Regions from separate parts of the Mus musculus genome. Here region 1 is linked to region 2. The links are chromatin contacts, called in public Hi-C maps. All regions are on one chromosome and are shown on one strand. The core of a region is the stretch at or near the end of the contact, and the rest is flanking DNA. Distances in the headings are between cores, read along the strand shown.

Region 1 (4,806 bases), core at 51-2,550, 350 kb before region 2:
AATTGAGTAATATATCTTTTTCTTTCTTTCTTTCTTTCTTTTTTTTTTTTTTTTTTGTTTTTGTTTTTTCGAGACAGGGTTTCTCTGTGTAGCCCTGGCTGTTCTGGAGCTCACTCTGTAGACCAGACTGGCCTCAAACTCAGAAATCCTCCTGCCTTTGCCTCCCAAGCGCTGGGATTAAAGGCATCTGCCACTACTGCCCATCGAGTAATATATCTTAAGAGATGTTTATCTTAGATGTACTTTGAGACTTAAAGTCTTTCTCTTTACCCCCTTATTTATTTATTTATTTATTTATTTATTTACTTACTTACTTACTTACTTACGTGTTTACTTTACATTCCCATCATAGCTCCCTCTCCTCCCAGACTCCCTCACATAGTCTTTCCCTCCATCCCCTCTCCTCTTCACCTTTGAGAAGGGAGCTGTCTCCCCTGGGTACCAACCCACCCTAGAACCTCAGAAACTTGAGGTCTTTCTAATGCAATAAGAAAAAAAAAATCCTCAAATATATAGATGTAAAAGTGAGCCGAATTGTTCTGCCCTTGTGGCTTCTGTCGGGGCTGCAGTTTATAGTGGTCAGCTACCAATTTGAGTAGATGCCATCCCATGATTTGAAAGTAGAGTGGGCTTTACCCTCTTGAAGCAAGGAAGCAACAGCTCTTGCCAGTGTGCATGTATAGTTTTGATATTCCTTCATCTGATGGAGAACAGCTTCCCTCCAGACTTCAGATCTCTGGCAGCAGCGAGTTTGAACATAAAATGCATGCAGTCCCTCTGACATGAAGGTCCTAATTAAAACACTTCAGCTCTGAGGAGAAGAAAAGGTGGTGTAACTGGGGATGGGGAGATGGTTCCATTGGTAAAGTGCTTGTCTGGCTGCACTGGGACTGGAGTTTGGATCTTTGGTGCTCAGGTAAGGTCCAGACACAGTGATAGCAGCCTCTAATCCCAGCACTGGGGAATCAGAGACAGGAGGTTCCTGGGAGCTCCCAGGCAGCCAGTCTAGCTTGATTGGTGAGTCCTAGCTTCAGTGAGAGACACAGTCCTTCCAAAATAAGGTGAAGATGTCTCTCATGCCACCAAGCCACCAAATATGAGTTCAATCTCTGGAACCTATGCGGTAGAAGGAAAAAACTGGGTCCTGCAAGTTGTCCTCTGATTTCCCCCCCCCCCCCATATATACATAACCCTGCTTGGACTTCTCCCTGACATGTGCATATTGCAGGAGCATATAGAGATGCCACTGGGATTTCAGTAGGAGTCTGACACCTGGCAAGGTGATGATTCATCTGCAGAAGGCAACAGACTATGAATCAGTCACACGCGCACATGGCCAGAAAGCCTGCCATCCACCACCCCGGCCTATGTAAACTATTTAAAGTGCACAGTGGCCCTGTGGGAGATGGATCAATGTAGATTTCACGATTAGAAGGTAGCCTGGCCTGGGCCTGCATGCCTGCTATCCCAGCTTCCAGAGGAGGCTGAGGCTGGAAGATTGAAAACTCAAGGCCAACCTGATCAACACGGGGAGACACAATCTCAGAATTAAAAGTGAAAAGCAGCAGGCTGGGGGTATAGCCCAGCGGCTGAGCATCTGTCAGGCTCTGGGATCAGTACTTAGCATGTTAAGAAAGGTGTGTGTGTGTGTGTGTGTGTGTGTGTGTGTGTGTGTGTGTGTGTTGCAACATGCTGTAAGAGGTTAGAACCATTCCAGTATACAATTTAATCCCTGGGCCCCACATGATAGAAGAAGAGAATCAACTCCTGCAAATTGTTCTCTTCCCTTCACATGAGCACTGTGGCATGCCTGCACACACACAAGCATACACACGCCAATTTTAAAAAGGTCCAAAATAATATCCTCAGCGCACTTATCCTCCCAGTAAGGACATTTGCAGGAAAACAAAACGAAAAGCTCCAGAAAGCCTTTTGAGTCGATTTAATTGACAAACAAGAGGCAGTTTTATAAGGCTATGTGGGGGTACCGTGGAGTCTTGGGAGAGAAATAAAGACTACAACACTCTTCACAACTTGGGGGACAACTTTGACTTGAAAACAGAAAGCATAGATGCTCCCCCCTCTTTCCTCCTATCTGGGGCTATAAGACCCTCAGATCTGTCTGCTTCTGGGACAGTTCAAAGTTTATTCAATTCATGGTTCAAGGGATCTTTTAGTTAGGCACAATCAATCGCCAATTCCAAGATCAATGGCTCCCAGTCCAACTTAGTGAGATACCTATCCCTCAGTTCTGAATCATCAGAAAAGGCTCCTGGCTCACACTTTATTTAGGGAGGCTATAGATGGCTAGATACATCAAACAGAGGCTTCCTTGTGCCCAAAGGACAAATTTATTTGAAGGATGGTACTGGGATTTAAACATGCAATGTCCTCATAGGTTCATGCATCTGAAAATTGGTCTTTTGCTGTTGACGTCATTTGAGAAGGCTGTGAAACCTTTAAAAGGAAGTGGGCTACTAGAGGCGGGCCTTTACCCAGCTGCACTTCCTGTCTAACCCCCTGCTTCCAGACTGCAGATGTAATGGGAGCAGCTTCTGCCTGCTGGAGTTGCTGTGTCTCTGCTTCCACAATGACAGTTACTATATTCTCTAGAACTGTGGTCCAAAATAAAGCCATCCCCAAGTTTCTGCTTGTCAGGTATGTTCTCACAGCGAGAAAAAAAAAAAACAAAAAAACTCACAAGTACAAATGTGATTGATGCAGGGCAGCACAGAATTACATCTGAGCCATGAAGAAGGAGATATTTAAAGCTGAAAACATCACTGTCTCCAGCAAGGGTGGCTAGGGGCCACTGCTTGGAACTTTCCAAGAAGGGGCTTTCTGCCTCGTCAGAGTAGATTCCCTGTCGATTCCTTCTAGATGTCTCTTCTGACGCCCACAGCTGTCATCTTGCCCGAGTTCTCAGAAACCCAGAGCCCATTCTCATAGGGACAGGAGATCTGTTTCATAAAATGAAGAAAAAGGACAGAGCTATTGGGTGTTTCTTTCCCCCTGTGGTTTAGACAATTGTGACGCTGGTAGCCTGGTTAGTGGGGTCCCAAAGCGAGATATTCCAGTTACAGCTGATTCTAACATAACAAAACAAACAAACAAGCAACAAAAATGCTGTGCTGCCTGGAGCGCAGCTAGAAGGAAGGAATGGCACATCAGTTTCTGAGTATTCATTCATTGAGCAAGGATGCCTGCAAGCTGTTTGCCACAGACCCTCGGATAACACGCTGATAACCTTGGAGAGGTAAAAGGAAATAGTAATAGAGCCAACTGGAGCTTTCCTAACCTTGATCCCACTAATTTGGAACTTCCGTAAGCTCCCAAGGAGCTTATAAGTCAATTTCAAAACCTCAGCATTACCAAGTTTGGAGTTATATGCTCACCTCATAATAGCATTCAGATCACTAACTTGATTATATTAGCTATGACAGTGCACTTTAGCATTGGCCTTTCTGTACTGTATAATACTGTTTGGATAATCAGCGAAGGAAAAATCCTGGATCACTAGAACTCTAGGGTGGTGGGAAGTTACTTAAGATTTTTCCCCTTAGCTATGTGTTTGTTTATAAAGGTAGAAGTCAGGTGTGGTGGACATGGCTGGAGTCCTGACATGGCTGATGCAGGTGGATTACCAAACTGGAGGCCAGCTCGAGCTATGTTGTAGGACTCTGTCTCAGAACCATAATAAGTAAAATAATAAATAAATAAATAAGCAAATACATAAATGCAGAGGGGCGAGCATGCATACCAGACATCTCCAAAGGAATAAATGGGATGATACCCAACTGGGGAATGAGGAGCTTTCTCAGAGTGCTCACTTATAAACGCATGAAGAGCACAGTTTAGATCTCAGAAGCCAGGCTCATGTTGGCCAGGCATAGTGCCCTGCCTAAAATCACTCAGAAGTCAGACACAAAGACGTCTCAAGGATAGGCTGAGCTCCACTTTCAGCAAAAGGCCCTACTTTAGCATATAGGGTGGACACTCCCAATGTCAAGCTCTGGTTCCACATGCATGAACATAGGCAAACATGGGTACTTGTACATACACCTGTATTCATAGATGCATGTATGTGTGCCATACGCACATACACATACAAGAAACCCCACCCATAGTTGATAGTAACAGATTATACTAAGAATGATGACTACAGCAAAACTGAATCCTCTGATCATTTTATTGCTGAAAAAAATTAGATCCTGGGTCATCAGCTACATTTATAGTAAAATAGGATTGCTACCTATGGTGGTTTGAATATGCTTGGCCTAGGGAGTGGCTCTATTTGGAGGTGTGGCCTTGTTGGAGTATGTGTGGCCTTGATGAAGGAAGTATGTCATTTTGGGTGTGGGCTTTAAGATCCTCATCCTAGCTGCCAGGAAGCCAGTCTTCTCCTAGTGGCCTTCAGATGAAGATGAAGAACTCTCAGCGCCTCCTGCACTATGCCTGCCTGGATAGTGCCATGCTCGTACCTTGTTGATAATGGACTGAAATCTGAACTTGTAAGCCAGCCCCAATTAAATGTTGTCCTTTATAAGAGTTGTCTTGGTCATGGTGTGTGTTCACAGCAGTAAAACCCTTACTAAGACACCATCTTATACGTTGTTTCCTTTTCAAAAGACTCAAGCACTAAGTGGGTTGGTGGGGTGGCTCGATGGGTAAGATTACTCCTGAGAAATTATGAGAACCTAAGTTTGAATCCCCAACATCCATATTAAAGGTGGGCACAGCTACACGTGTCTGTAACCCCAGTATTGGGTGACTGTGGTGGCCATAACAAGAATGTCTACTGTAGGT
Region 2 (4,925 bases), core at 2,245-4,744:
ATAATAAACAATAAATGTTAAGAATTTTTTTTTTAAAAAATCCAAGACAGACAGCACCTGATCAATGACAGACAAGACTGACCTCGGGTCTCCACACCTGTGCACAAATACACTTACACCTGCACACACAAAAATACAGAGAGAGAAAGAAAGAAAGAAAGAAAGAAAGAAAGAAAGAAAGAAAGAAAGAAAGAAAGAAGAGGAGGGAGGGAAGGGAGGGAGGGAGGGAGGGAGGGAGGGAGGGAGGGAGGGAGGGAGGGAGGGAAGGGCCGGCAGATACCTTCTACCCTGTCCGGCTGCCCACCCTTATCTACCAAGAGGAAAGGGGTTCAAGGATTCCCATTAGGACTTAACTGTGAGTTTTCTCAGTGATACCAGCTGAATTAAATTATTTTGTTGTTGGTTCATTTGTTTTGAGATAGGATCTATGTGACTGGCTGACTGATTGATTGATTGATTGAGAGAGAGAGTCTCACAATGCAGCCCAGCCTAGCCTCAATCCTCCTGCCTCAGCATCATAGGTGCTGAGGTCACAGACCTTAGCCACCATCCCTGGCTACTTATTCTCTTTCTACAAATGACTCTATGCCACACTGTCAGTGAAGGCTGGGTTGGTGGCAACTGTCACTTTCAGGATTGGAAAAGAGGTGGCATTTTAGTGAACAATCCTAAAACAATTCGAAAGGTGCCCCCCAGCTGCTTCGATTAAACCACACAAGCTTCAACTGACTCTGAAAAGGCCACCTTTCAGAAGCCACCCAGCTCATGACTAGCCTTGGGTATCTGCCAGGACCCCGTGCACTGCTCAAAGAAGTAATGAACAGTCTCCATGACCTGAGCACCATGGGAGGATGCTAAACGAGTCACAGCAAGGGAGCTGCCAGCCCAGGAGAGATCTAAAGGGTCACCTAAGACTTCAGCCAACACCTCACAGTGCAGAATTAGTGAGTACAAGCCAACGGTAGGAAGTGGGGACTTCACTCAGTGGTGGAGCACTCCGAGGAAACGGATACCCAACATTGGGTGTCATCCCCAGTAATGCCAAAGAGAAAATAAAATAAATAAAATCAGGGGGGAAAAAGATGGTTCAGTGGTCAAGAGTGCTTGCTGCTCTTGCAGAGAGGAACTGAGTTTGGTTCCCAGGGCCCATGTCAGGTGGCTTACTTACTTACACTGTAACTCCAGCTTCAGGGAGATTCTATGCCTCTGGCCTCCAACACACACACACACACACACACACACACACACACACCAAATAAGTAAGAAACTAATAAATAACAATAACAACTCACATTGATTGTTACCATATCACTGATGCCCACCTTGCATTAATTAATTAGTTAGTTAATTAATTAATTAAAATGTTAAATCACCACCTCCAACAACCCCAAGGACAGCCGGAGTGGTGCTCTGTGGACAGCATGTCTTGCACCCCACCCTGTAAGACAATTCACACGAAGCAGCTTCACAACCTATGCTTAGCTCCGGGGTGTGTGTGTGTGTGTGTGTGTGTGTGTGTGTGTGTATGTGTGTTTAAAGTTGATCTTTGAGACTGGGAGACAGCAGTTCGATGCAGAACACGAGTCCCTCCACGTGCACAAAAGCATAGGGTTAGAACAGTGCCCCGTTGTCTCTCCTGGTCTTGGTAACTCTGCAGTTCAGACTGCACTGTGCCACTGCAGAACGTAGTTAAGAACACAATTTATCAGACTTCACAGTCACACGCTACCGACTCTTGGCTGCTATATTGTGGACCCAGGAATGTCTCCTTTTTATGTAAAAACAATAAAAAAGAATAGTCTGGGGCCTAGGGATGGCGCCCCAGTCTTGGCACCTAAGGAACTGCATGCAGGCACAGCTACCCCTGGAGGTAAGGAATGAGGCGCAAATGGGATCTCTCACAAACTCCTCGGGCAAAGGAACAGCTTGGAGAAGAAACACTGGGATGGGGGCCGAAGATGCACGTGTCCTGCACTGTGGAATCAAACCGCAGCGCTCAGTCCTGGCTTAGCACCATCTGCTTGTGGATCAAAGTATCCTCGGGTTCTCCCTGAGGCAAGACTAGAACTACCTGCTGCTGCCCAGGCGCCCTCAGACCAAGTCTGAGGAAGTTCACTCCCTGAAGCGCTGGTCTGGGGAAGCTGGGCACCCAGGCAAACCTGGCTTGCGCTAGAGAGGCGGAGTGTCTACCTCTGCCCTCGATCTGGATTAGTTCCAAAGCTTGCCACCCAGAGGTCCCGGTGGGACTGCCTGAGGCCTCTAGGGTCACCCCATGTGCTCCAAGACCACCGATCCTCCCCCAAGGAAGCGAGCATCGGGGTGGGAAGATGGAGATGGAGTGATCCATACCTCCCACCTCCCTAGATAGATCGCCATGACTCCAGCTTCCCGGAGACCAGAATGCCACCAAGGACTCCCACTTAGGCTGCGATGCGGATCGGATCCCCGACACCCAAAGCTCCCTTTTCCCACAACCTGGGTGTCCCCGGGGGCGCGCAGCCCGATGGCCACTAGCACCCAAGACTCCACGAGCTGGGCACAGTCCCGGGATTCCCACGAGTGTACCCAGGCCCTTCTGCAATTCCAGCGTTCCTCACCCACCCTAAGCATGAAGAGAGATCAGGATGGCTCGGGTGACACCCCGGCCCCGAGAGATGGGGTGCTAAGAGCGGGGCCAACAGGTCCGGGAGGCGCTTGTGGGCAGCACACCCGCCCACTCCGAGACTCGCTAGGATAGGGGCATCCGGGGAAGGGACCATTGAAGCAGCGAGGGAGGCAACGATGCAGGGAGGATGCAGGATAAAGACTGGGAGAGAGCATCACTCACCTCTCCTGGAGCCGGAGCTCCGCTGCCCGGCAGCCCAGGCACCTCCTCCGAGGCCCGCAGGGAGGGGGCGACGCGAAACAGAGCGCTCAAGCTGGCGCTCACACGCGTCCCCGCGCGGGCATCCTTCCTCTCCGTAGCCGGCTCCCACGGCGTGCCCCCACTCTGGTTGAGAGGCCGCTTTGCCCAACCCAGCGGCACCCGGGAGCCCGGCGCGGCGCGAGTCTTGCCTTTCCCTTGAGTCTCACAGCTGGGCTTTGCAGAGCCCGCGATGATCTAGGCTGCTCCTTTCTCCCCTGTCCTTGTCCTCGCCTCCCGTCTGGGGGAACGTGCGCCCCGCACCCCCTGCACCGCTCTCGCCTCTACCCCTCCCGCGCCCGCTGGCCGCGCGGGCTTAGCCCATGTGCGCGGCTGCCTCCTCGCTGCGCCCGGGAGCCCAGTGGCCGAGGCCCCGCCGGAGTTGCGCGCCCCAGAAACTCCATGCAGCTCCGGCCTCCTCCCCAGTGCCTCCCCGGTTCCTCCAGATGAAGAAGCCTAGCGGTCTCTAGCAAGGAGATCCCCCTACCACTCTTGGCTTCTTCCCCCCACCGAGGCTGGAGCCTGGTTGCTGGACTGGCTTGGCCACCCCAGTCTCTCTTCTCTTTTCTCCCAGGATTGGGGACCTCCCACCCCCACCCCCACCCCCAAAGCCTCTCCAATGGCTCCCTCCGTTTCCAGGCAGCGCAACCTGAGGAACGCCTCGGTGCGCGCGCACTCACACTCACTCACTCGCTCGCTCGCTCACTCGCTCTCTCACACACATGCACGCTGCACACACAGGCAGACACACGCGGGGGGCGAGCTGCAGCTTAGCAGCCGGCCCTCTTTCCTCTCCTCCCCAGAGAAGCTGCCCACGTTCACATTCGCCAATTGCTTGCTTCTCTCTATTAAACACCTCAGCCCCAACCCAAGCACGCCCACCCCTACCTTAACTCCTTCTTCCCGGATGCCCGATGCCCACGGTTACACCTGAGTCCCCAAATGCCATGGGGGAGGAGGAGGTGTCGACGGAAAGGCTGGTAGTCAAAACCAGGGTGAGAGCAAAATGCTGTGAGCCATCCCTTCGCTATGTCTACGAAGGGCATAAGCACACACACCCACCTCTCATCCCGCGTCCCTAGAGCCCCAGAACATGTGGCCCGTCCCCACTTCTACCAAGGTCATAGTATAGATTCCATAAGAAAGAATGGGTACCTACCTTGACACAAGGTGTGGGGTGGAAACTTCACAGATTGTTTGCAGCCTAACCTGGGGCTGACTTCCCAAGTCTACACCCAGAGAGAATCCTGGTCTCCCTTGACTCACACTTGAAGGGCAACAATTAGCTTAGAGTCACCACTTAGCTTTCTGGGGGACCATCTGACTGCCGTTCAAGTGTCCAGCTGCTAACAGGATACATCTTGCTACCAAGGGTAGTCTTATCAAGAAAAAGATCAAAGTAATAGTCACCTACCCCCGCCCCCAGCCCCCAGAGGGCTCTCATAACCCCTTCCTGCTCCTGATAGGGTGAGCCGGAGAGAGAACAACCCACCTGGTTGGCACTAGCTTTTCTGGTATCTCCCTTTTATCCGAGCTTCCAGGGTCTTATCTCCCTATGAGGACCATGAATCTCAGCAGCCTACACTGTCAGCATCAAAGATGTGGAGACATTTCTTGCTCCAATCAGGAACAACCCGTGGAAAGTCATCTTTAGCGTTTCTTCCAAAAAGCTCAGCCACCACCTCTCCGTTGGCTGGTCCTGCTGCCAAGGGAGTTTGGGCACTGGCAGCCAGTCATCCAAGTTAATCAGGGTCCCCTCCCTGTCTGTGCCTCCTGGCCTGCCGCCTGAGCTGCAGGGTTTCTTGAGTCCCGGCACACTTGCTACTGTTGGCACACCTTTGACATTTAAATTTTCTTAGCCCACGATAGTCCTATCTTTTCATGTCCCAGCCTTCCCTCTCAAATTGTCTTAGAGGCTTCTTGGGTCACCAGGTGAGCTGTGTGTGTTCGTTTCACAGATGTGTGTGGAAGGGGTTGCCATAAAGAGTGAGAAATGAATCAGGTGTGGTGGGGCACACCTGAC

Evidence for each region. Hi-C and Micro-C count contacts between places; a contact is called where the count stands out from the background.
Region 1: a contact with region 2 is called in a Hi-C map of cerebral cortex, with 2.3 times the contacts expected there. The contact joins the enhancer-like site here to the promoter of Caln1 in region 2. A contact is called at or near these places in 3 of 39 promoter capture datasets (the C10 cell line, cranial neural crest and second pharyngeal arch cranial neural crest), 3 of 484 Hi-C or Micro-C datasets (cerebellum, cerebral cortex and forebrain) and 8 of 115 datasets of contacts at active chromatin or transcription factors (embryonic basal ganglia, embryonic forebrain, embryonic hindbrain and 5 more).

Annotation. Positions count from the first base shown.
Region 1 is chr5:130,794,440-130,799,245 of GRCm38.p6, reverse strand. All of the region lies in intron 4 of Caln1 (calneuron 1), which reads right to left. Among named protein-coding and RNA genes, the nearest start is that of Gm40337, 58 kb to the left of the region's middle. Within about 2 kb of position 1,300, at least 7 of the 459 cell types and tissues checked have an H3K27ac peak or open chromatin away from gene starts, as enhancers often do. A contact at or near this core is called in cerebral cortex, where this site is marked.
Region 2 is chr5:130,447,361-130,452,285 of GRCm38.p6, reverse strand. It overlaps Caln1 (calneuron 1), which reads right to left and starts at 3,494. Exons shown (of 6, transcript NM_021371.2): 1 at 2,828-3,494.